2 separate regions of the Sus scrofa genome follow, and region 1 is linked to region 2. The links are chromatin contacts, called in public HiChIP or PLAC-seq maps. All regions are on one chromosome and are shown on one strand. The core of a region is the stretch at or near the end of the contact, and the rest is flanking DNA. Distances in the headings are between cores, read along the strand shown. Region 1 holds the start of MIOS (meiosis regulator for oocyte development). Region 2 holds the start of C1GALT1 (glycoprotein-N-acetylgalactosamine 3-beta-galactosyltransferase 1).

The links. HiChIP or PLAC-seq counts read pairs in DNA pulled down with a chosen protein or histone mark.
Region 1: a contact with region 2 is called in an H3K27ac HiChIP or PLAC-seq map of alveolar macrophages. The contact joins the promoter of MIOS here to the promoter of C1GALT1 in region 2. A contact is called at or near these places in 1 of 5 promoter capture datasets (liver), 3 of 47 Hi-C or Micro-C datasets (embryonic fibroblasts, heart right ventricle and liver) and 1 of 2 datasets of contacts at active chromatin or transcription factors (alveolar macrophages).

What each region holds. Positions count from the first base shown.
Region 1 is chr9:77,849,245-77,853,198 of Sscrofa11.1, forward strand. It overlaps MIOS (meiosis regulator for oocyte development), which reads left to right and starts at 2,577. Exons shown (of 12, transcript NM_001195353.1): 1 at 2,577-2,733; 2 at 3,708-3,786.
Region 2 is chr9:77,506,967-77,511,144 of Sscrofa11.1, forward strand. C1GALT1 (glycoprotein-N-acetylgalactosamine 3-beta-galactosyltransferase 1) reads left to right here and starts at 2,376. Exons shown (of 5, transcript XM_021063389.1): 1 at 2,376-2,612. It overlaps LOC102161092 (a long non-coding RNA gene), which reads right to left and starts at 2,278. Exons shown (of 6, transcript XR_002335827.1): 1 at 1,865-2,278; 2 at 1,175-1,248.

The DNA of each region.
Region 1 (3,954 bases), core at 1,327-3,826, 340 kb after region 2:
GTTGTGTGTGTGTGTGTGTGTGTGTGTGTGTGTGTGTGTGTGTCTCCCCACTAGATGCCAGCTCCCTGAAAATTTGAACTCTGTTTTATACATTTTTGTCTCCTCGGTTTCAACCACCATGCCAGGCAGCTTCTCTTTTAAGGACATGCCCCAGTTTGCTTCACATCTCACTGGTCATAGCTTTTTGATATAGGCAAGGAATGGTCATCCCTAACTGGGTCACCAAGTGCCTTGCTAACACCTGGGGGTGGAGGTAACAAAGAATGAAAACCAATTATGTGGAGCATATATTACAGAAGGGGAAGACAACAATAGGCAAGGAAAAACGAGTTTTTGTGGAATGATGGGTGTGAAAGCCTGAGTGGAGTGAATTCAGGGGAAGACAGTGGATATGGGATTAGAGAGAGCATGGCTCTCCCCTTTGAGGAGAAAAGTTGGAATGACTTGAACATATGTTGAAGGTAAAGAATCAGTAGAAATGAGGAGGTTGAAGACACATGGAAGGCAGTTTCTCCTCTTTGTAGGGCCCTCCTCTGCCTCTCTATCAGCTACAAAAAGGTAAGAATGGGGAGTTCTTGCTGTGGCACAGTGGGTTAAGAATCCAACTGCAGTGGCTTGGGTCCCTGCAGAGGTGCAGGATCCATCCCCAGCCCAGTGCAGTGAATTAAAGGATCTGGTGTTGCTGAAGGTGCAACATAGGTCTCAGCTGTGCCGCAGATTCAATCCCTGGCCTGGGAACTTCCACATGTTGCTGGGCGTAGCCATTAAAAAAAAAGGGAAGAATGAGAATGAATGAAGATGTAGGAGGAAGGAAAGAGGAAAAAGTAGGAGGCTGTGGGAATTCTTAAGTATAACTTCCTTTCTGAAGTAGGAAGGCAAGTCACCTCCTGAGAGAGAAGGGAGTTTTCCTCAGCTTTGTGTCATAAGAGTGGGTAAGGAAGGGACTTGTATTGAGCCGAGGTTGAGGATTTGAGGCCAGGGCCAAAAGCACTGAGAAGATTGCCAAGGCAGTGTTTGAAGTGATGAATCATGTGGTATCTCAACTTAGGACTCAGCCTCCACTTTACCAATGGCAGGAGGGACAAGGACCCTTAGACCTCCACAGACAATATGCTCCCCAAACTCATCCTCTTACCCAAACCATCTGCCTTGAAGATCATCAGGATTAAGCTCACATGCTATTAATCACCATAAGCCCCAAACCACCCACTTTTTTGGGGGTGGGGCCACACCCACAGCATATGGAAGTTCCCAGGCTAGGGGTCGAATCGGAGATGTAGCTGCTGGCTTACACCACAGCCACAGCAACACAGATCAGAGCCGTGTCTGTGACCTACACCACAGCTCACCAGATCCTTAACCTACTTAGGCCAAGGATCGAACCCGCATCCTCATGGATACTAGTCAGGTTCGTTACCACTGAACCACAACAGGAACCCTGCAAACCACCCACTTTTAACCATGAACAGACAAGCAAAGATTGCCAGACACCTGAAGAAATTCTGTGTCAGATCTGTAACATCTGTGCCAGCACCATTCCTTCAATTATGGCAGCAGAAACCTAGAATCCTCTTTCTCCCTCACTCAGTCATCAAGCTCTGTTCATCCCAACTTCTAAATATTCCCCAGGCCACACACCTCTTTTCCTCCCTAATCTCCATACCACTGGTAGTCTGGGTTATTGTCACCTGTCATTTGGATATTTACCTTTCCCCTCCCTGCTTTCTCTCAGAAAAACTGATCACTTCACTCCTCTGGTTAAAAACCTTCAATGAGTCCACCAATGCCTTTAGGAAAAAGTCCATCCAAACTCACTAACCTGGTTTCTAAATGCCTTTCTAAAACATCATCCTAATCCGTCCCCACTTCCTCGGCTCACTGGTCCATACTCCACTGTTCCTCCACTGCTATCTGCCCTTCCTCCTGACCCTGCACTGTCTCTTCCTCTACTCTAGAAGTCTCTCTTCCAACCCTCTCTGCCTTGTTCCCTTTCCCAGCTAATCTCATCGTCGTTATTGTCTCGGCCTAGCTATCCTCAAGGAAGCATTCCTGATATACACACCTCAAATACTAAGGGGACACCGATTTAGCCCTAAGTAGGCATCACTCCAATTGTCTGTTTCACTCTGGAACATATCTTTTTTGGTCACTCCGATGCCCCAATATTCCAGCACGTTGCCAAGTACATAATAAGCATTCAGGACGCGTTTGTGAAATGGGTAAATGAGTGAATCAATCGTGAACCAAATACCCAGGACTTTCTACTGCATCAATTGCCCGCAATAAATTTTTAATGTAAATTAAAACTGATTAAATGAGCTAAAGTGTCTGAGGCTCTTGAAATCGATAAGGCGGCTGGCGGAGGTAGTCCAGGTCCCCGTCGGTAGGCCAGCGGGTTCCAGGGGCGGGGCCCGTGGGGCGGGGCCCGTGGGGCGGACCCAAGAACTCAGGTGTAAGGCGGAGCCTCTGGGGCAGTAGCCCCGCCCCGGGGCGGGGCGACTCCCGGCGAGGAGTAGGCGGGAGCCTGGGCGGGGCTCTCGGTGGGGAACTCCCCTTCCGAGGCCCAGGGGCGTCCGAGAGTCCGCGCGAGGCGCGGTGGTCGGGTCGTGCAGAGCGGCAGGGTGGCCCAGGTTACCGGCCGCGGCCGCCATCTTGCCGGCGTCTGGTCTCCCGCGGCGGGAGGGGCGGTGACCAGGCCGGAAGCGGCAGTACGGCTGCCGCGCTGCCTCCCAGGTCGGTGAGTGCGGCCCGGGCCGCGTCTCAGCTCTCGGGGTCGCGAGGCCCGAGTCAGGGGCTCGGGTGGGGCGGCCGCGAGGCGTCTAGCAAAGCCCAGTTGAAAGCTCAGGCGGGGGTAGACCCGGGGGCTTCCTGGGAACCGAGGCGTGGGTAGTCACGTTCCGCGCTGCGGTATAACCGCGCCGGGCGGCTGCGGGCCGGGCCTTGTAGCAGCAAACGGCCCGGAGGCGCGCGGGAACCTTCTCCGGGGGTGCTGGGTCCGCGCCGCAGCCTCGGCTGTGGCGGATTTGTGCGGGGCCGCGTCCTCGCACTAGACGAGAGGCTCAGCCAGGTGTCTGGAGCGTGGGAGTCACCCTCCGATTTCTGACTTCTCCGGCAGAGTCTCCCCTTTCTCTAGTTGTACTGTATTAAATACTTCTTAAAGGGCCTGGTCACCTGGTTAGCCCTGTCCTCTGCACGGACGAGTCAGGCAAATTCCATAAGAGGATAAAACCTCTCACATGTGCCCCGAGCATTCCTCAGTTACTTAGCAAAGGACTGCGTTTGCAGGCCTTTTGTACAACTGTATTTTAAGGGAAAATATGAAGGTATACGGAGGATCTCCTTGAAGATGGTGATGGGAGACATTTCTTGAAACTGCTGTTGTTATTTGTCATAATAAGGAAAGTTGAAGACATCAGCATTTTGTGAAAGGGTGTTTGGCTACCTTGTACATTTAGTGTTACAGAGATCTTCACTGTGCAGTAGCCAGCCAGAAAGAGTTGAGCTTGGATTTCTAAGACCTGGTAAACCCCCCAAAAAGTAATTTTCTCATTAATAATTTTTAGATTTGATTGTATGTTGAAAGGGTGATGTTTCTGATATTTTGGGTTAAATATATTGTTTAATCTATTTCTTTTTTTTTTTTTTTTCAATGTGGCTACTGGAATATTTTAAATTATATGGCTCACACTATGTTTCTATTGGGACAGTGCTATTAGAGATGTCCTGGTGAGGAATACAGAATCAGCATGGCTTTCTTTTGCTCAGAAACACTTGTTAAACTTGAAGGTGAGGATCTAAATATAAGCTGTAATGACTGCAAATTGCTTGCCATTAACCCCCAATTTTTCAGTGTCTCCAGCATTTGAAAACATTTATTTCCAAGACTGTTGAAGGGAATCCTAGTGATACTGACATATTTTTGATGGAAAGAACTCATTAGATTGTTAGAACTCT
Region 2 (4,178 bases), core at 1,126-3,625:
GAAAGTATTTGGTTTAAAAAACCAGCAGTGTCCAGCTACCCTGCTCCAAGGAGCTTTGATACATGTTACTGAATACTACACCAGACAGACCACAAGATTTGTCTATTTCACATGGGAGAATCTGGTTGTCTTGAATCACACATATAAAGTGCATTTTTCAAAGTAATCACAACTTTCTTTTTTCTAGCTGATAATGTTGAAGAACTGGCTGACATTAATGTCACTTCTAGGAATTTGTTTAAGGTGATAGTTGCACAGCTGTGCAAAGGTACATGCATTAAAAAGATCATCACAGAGTTCTTTAAAATTGTAAACATTTGAAAAAAACAGAAATGAATTGATAGAATACTAGTTAGATAAATGACTACATCCACTTAACAGACACTACACAACTTTTTAAAATGATATTGTTCATGACAGTATTCAGTGAGAAAAGAACCATGTGCATTATAAAATCCAGTTTATCATATATCATATTTATATGTCTTGGTGTTTTTTATTTTTAAGAGATATCTGAAAGAGTATAACATGAACTTTTTAAAAAAATGGTTACCTCTGGATTGTGGGATTTGGAAAGTTTTTTTTTTTTTTGTATTTGCTTAAATAAGTATGCATTGTTCTCATGGAAATAATGGCCATTTTCAAAAATATCCAAAAGGGTAGAAGGAGCTGATTTGACCTGGTATTATTTGTATCAACATAGCTTCTTGCCAGTAATTTTCTTTTTCCACTGCACCTGTAGCAAAGGGATGTTCCCAGCCCAGGGACTGAATCCAAGACACAAGTTTCAACTCATGCCATAGCTGTGGCTAAACACAGTGGATCCTTAATGCACTGCACCACAGTGGGGACTTCTACCAGTAATTTTCTTAGATGTGCTATAGCTGAACTTATCCTTGGAAGAGTTTCTTATTTTTGCTTATCTGCAAATATTTTCTGTATTCATTATAAATTTCACTAAAATTGAAATAAGACCCTTGGGGCATTTTGTCTTGTTTTGCTTTCCATTTGGAACACTCTGACCTCTGAAGGGTCTCTTTTCCTGCTACATAGTGGCTGTAGAAGGGAATATGGGAGGCTGGGCGATAATTACAAGTTGAGGAAGAGAAAAGAGGGTGGAGGTAAGGATATAAGAGAGAAGTCTGGAGGCATGAGCCAGAGAAACAGCACTAACCTGGACGTCAGATACTTGCACTTCTCTTCTAGATCAGGCTTTTCAGTTTATTTTTCTGACCTCAGCTTTCTCATCTGAAAAATGAGAGGTATGGGTAAGAATCACTAGATGTTTTAAAATTCTTTTGGAAGATTCTTTGGGATCTTATAGTGGCACATCCCGGTAAACTGCACTAAAGCTGAATCTGAACAAATTAAAGGAGGGGAAAACAACCATACCTTACTAAATGTTGTTATTATTTCTCCCAAGCACATTAAGTAACTTGCCAAGTTTACCGAGCTAATAGGTGGAGGGTTCAAGATTGAGGCCACAGCCCCTAGGCAGTAAAGAACTACTGAGAAGGGCATTAAAGGAAGCAAGTTTGCTTTCTCACCCTCAAGCCAGGCCTTGTAGATGATGATTAACACCAATTAAACCCAGACATTACCCCCACCTGCTGATTGCTGTGGGGCAGCCTCAATCGCTCCAGGGCTCCTCCCTCTAAACCCAAAACAGTTTTCCGATACAAAATCCCTTTACAAACTAAAAAGTGACGGGGGGTGGGGAGCGGGGGTTGCTGGTAAAGCTCCCAAGAATTCCAGCCACTGCCTGATAGCACTGAAGTAATGACGGAACTAAAGACCACGTGTGTATGTATGCAGGCTTCGTAGTATCACTAAGTTGGTTTTCAGCCCTTCCTAGTTCACATACCTGGTTATCCAACACCCGTTTGTATACCTCATCTTGTTGTACTTCCTTTTAATAAGGCCAGAGATACAGACTAAGGACAGTCGGGAGAAGGGATAAAAGCAGTAAAAAGAAAGGGTTAAGAGCAGGCTAGAGGCCCTAAGACTCCTGCAGGGTAAGAGCCTGCCCCTCAGACAAAGGTCCCTCAGGTATCCGCAGCCTCAGTTCCTGCTGCTTTAATTCTTTCAAAGGTCCGGAAGCCACTGCAAGACCCTATAGCAGAACGAGGAAGGCTGAGGCCACCCGTAAGGAGCGGATAGAGGGCTGCGACTATTGCTCGCAGAAAACCCGACTTCCCAGACCCCTTCGCACAGGGCGGGGCGTGCGCTCGGTGGCCTATCCCCACGCCAGCACGTCGCCGTAGCCCCGCCTCTCCCTGCCCCCTCGCTCCGCCCTTCCCTGGGGCTGGTGCGGCAGCGGCGACGTCAGAGCTCGGAGACCCCTGGGTGGCGGCTGCGCCGTCGGCGGGCCGCGGCCTGGACGCGCTGCGGGGAGGGGCGGAGCGAGCGGGCGGGAGCGAGCGCTGGGCCCGCCTCGGCCGCCGCCGCTGCCGCCGCCGCCGCCGGGGAATAATCTGGGCGGCAGCGGGCGGCCCCAGCTAGCAGCCACGAGCCACTTCTGCGGCTGCCGAGAAGAGCGAAGGTCGCCGGTCTCGTGGCGTCCCCCTCTCTGCCCCCCAGGAGGGGCGAGAGGGAGAGGAGGCTGATGTCAGGTACGGCTGGCGGAGGCGCCCTTAGGCTGCGGGTCCAAGGTCTCTGTTCCCCTCGCCCTCCCCCTCTCGGAGTGTGCGTGTGGGGGGAGCGTGGAGGGTGAACCCAGCCCCCAGCGCCACCAAACAGGTGTCTCGGAGTCGCCGCCGGGGCTGGGCAAGTGCGGGCTCCGGAGGGAGGCACGGGGCACTTCCTGCTCCCCGCGCCTCTGCGAACTGCCATTGGGGCCGCCTGCCCTCCGGGCCGCTATTTTGTTGACAAGTAGCCTCCTCTGGGTCGTGGATTCTTCCTTTTTGCCCTCTCGCTCGCCTCGTTTCCTCGCGCGCTGCCTGCCGTCGGGTGGCGACGGTGAGGCGCCGACTGCGCTGGAGGATCGCGCGGCTGGACCATTTAGCGGTCCTGCCCCGCGGGTCCCGCCCCGCCCCCGCGGACCGGCGGGCACTCAGGTGTGGGCACCTTCCGTGAAAGCCGCCGGGCAGCCTCACCGCCCCAGCGCCCAGCGAGCCGGCGCCTTCCGCAGGTGCCGGGGGACTTCCTCGGGGCTCTCTTGGATCATCAGGTTTGTCTGTGGCTGACTGGGTCTTTTAAATTTCCCTGCCTCTGGCGGAATGAACCAGGCAGGTGTGTGTTTAGGTACTTGATGCGTGGAGGACGGACGAGCAAAGGAGTTTTTTCCTTCCACTCTCCATTCTCCTACAAGGTGTGCTGAGATTAGTAGGTGCTGACAAAAGGACCTTATAACTCTAAATTAAAATAAATTGTATATTCAAAAAAGAGCGAAATTTAGGAGTGGTTATTCTTCCCCAGCTCTTACCTTCTCCCTTTATTTTTTTAAATGACAAAACAGCTTACGCTTTGGAGAAGTTGACTAGGTTTATAATCTAGTTCTCTTAATTCTTTGTGGTTATTTTTAAAGCCTTTCGGAGTGAAACCTAGAATCCTAACCGTGAATTGATTTCATCGTGCTTTTAAAAGTTAGTTATAAAGTTAGAACTTTAGTGCATCAGAGTGAGTAATTAGGCCGTTGTGACAGAAATATCTTCATTTACTAAAAGTTGGGCGTTTAACATAGATAGCTCTACCTCTGTGCCAGGAAAAAGTGTTGTGCAGGATTTCAAGTTACTTAATCCTGATATTACTTTAGACAGTGGGAATCTGAGTTTTTAGGACGTCTAACTTTTTGCAACTTTCCACAATGTTATCAGATAATTATCAAATGAGCCTTATGCACATGATGCTGTGTGTTCGAAGTATTATGTATAGTAATTATTTTGTTTTCTATCAGCCTTAGTGTGTATTGATGCACAGTTTAATTGAATGTAAAGTTTCAAGTTACCAAACAGTTAACTCTTTTTGTCATATGTTAAGTAAAACAGTGATTTAGTGAGGAAAGTATGACTCATTTAAAATTCTTCACAGGAAAATAATATGGTTTTTTTGTACTAGTGGAGAACTGTTAAATGTCTGTTAAGTTTGCCTGGAATTTGTGTTTTTCTGTATCTTTTTACTTAGGATTCAGCATTTTAAAAATGTTTTGTGATTACTACCCATTTAAATATAGGTATTTT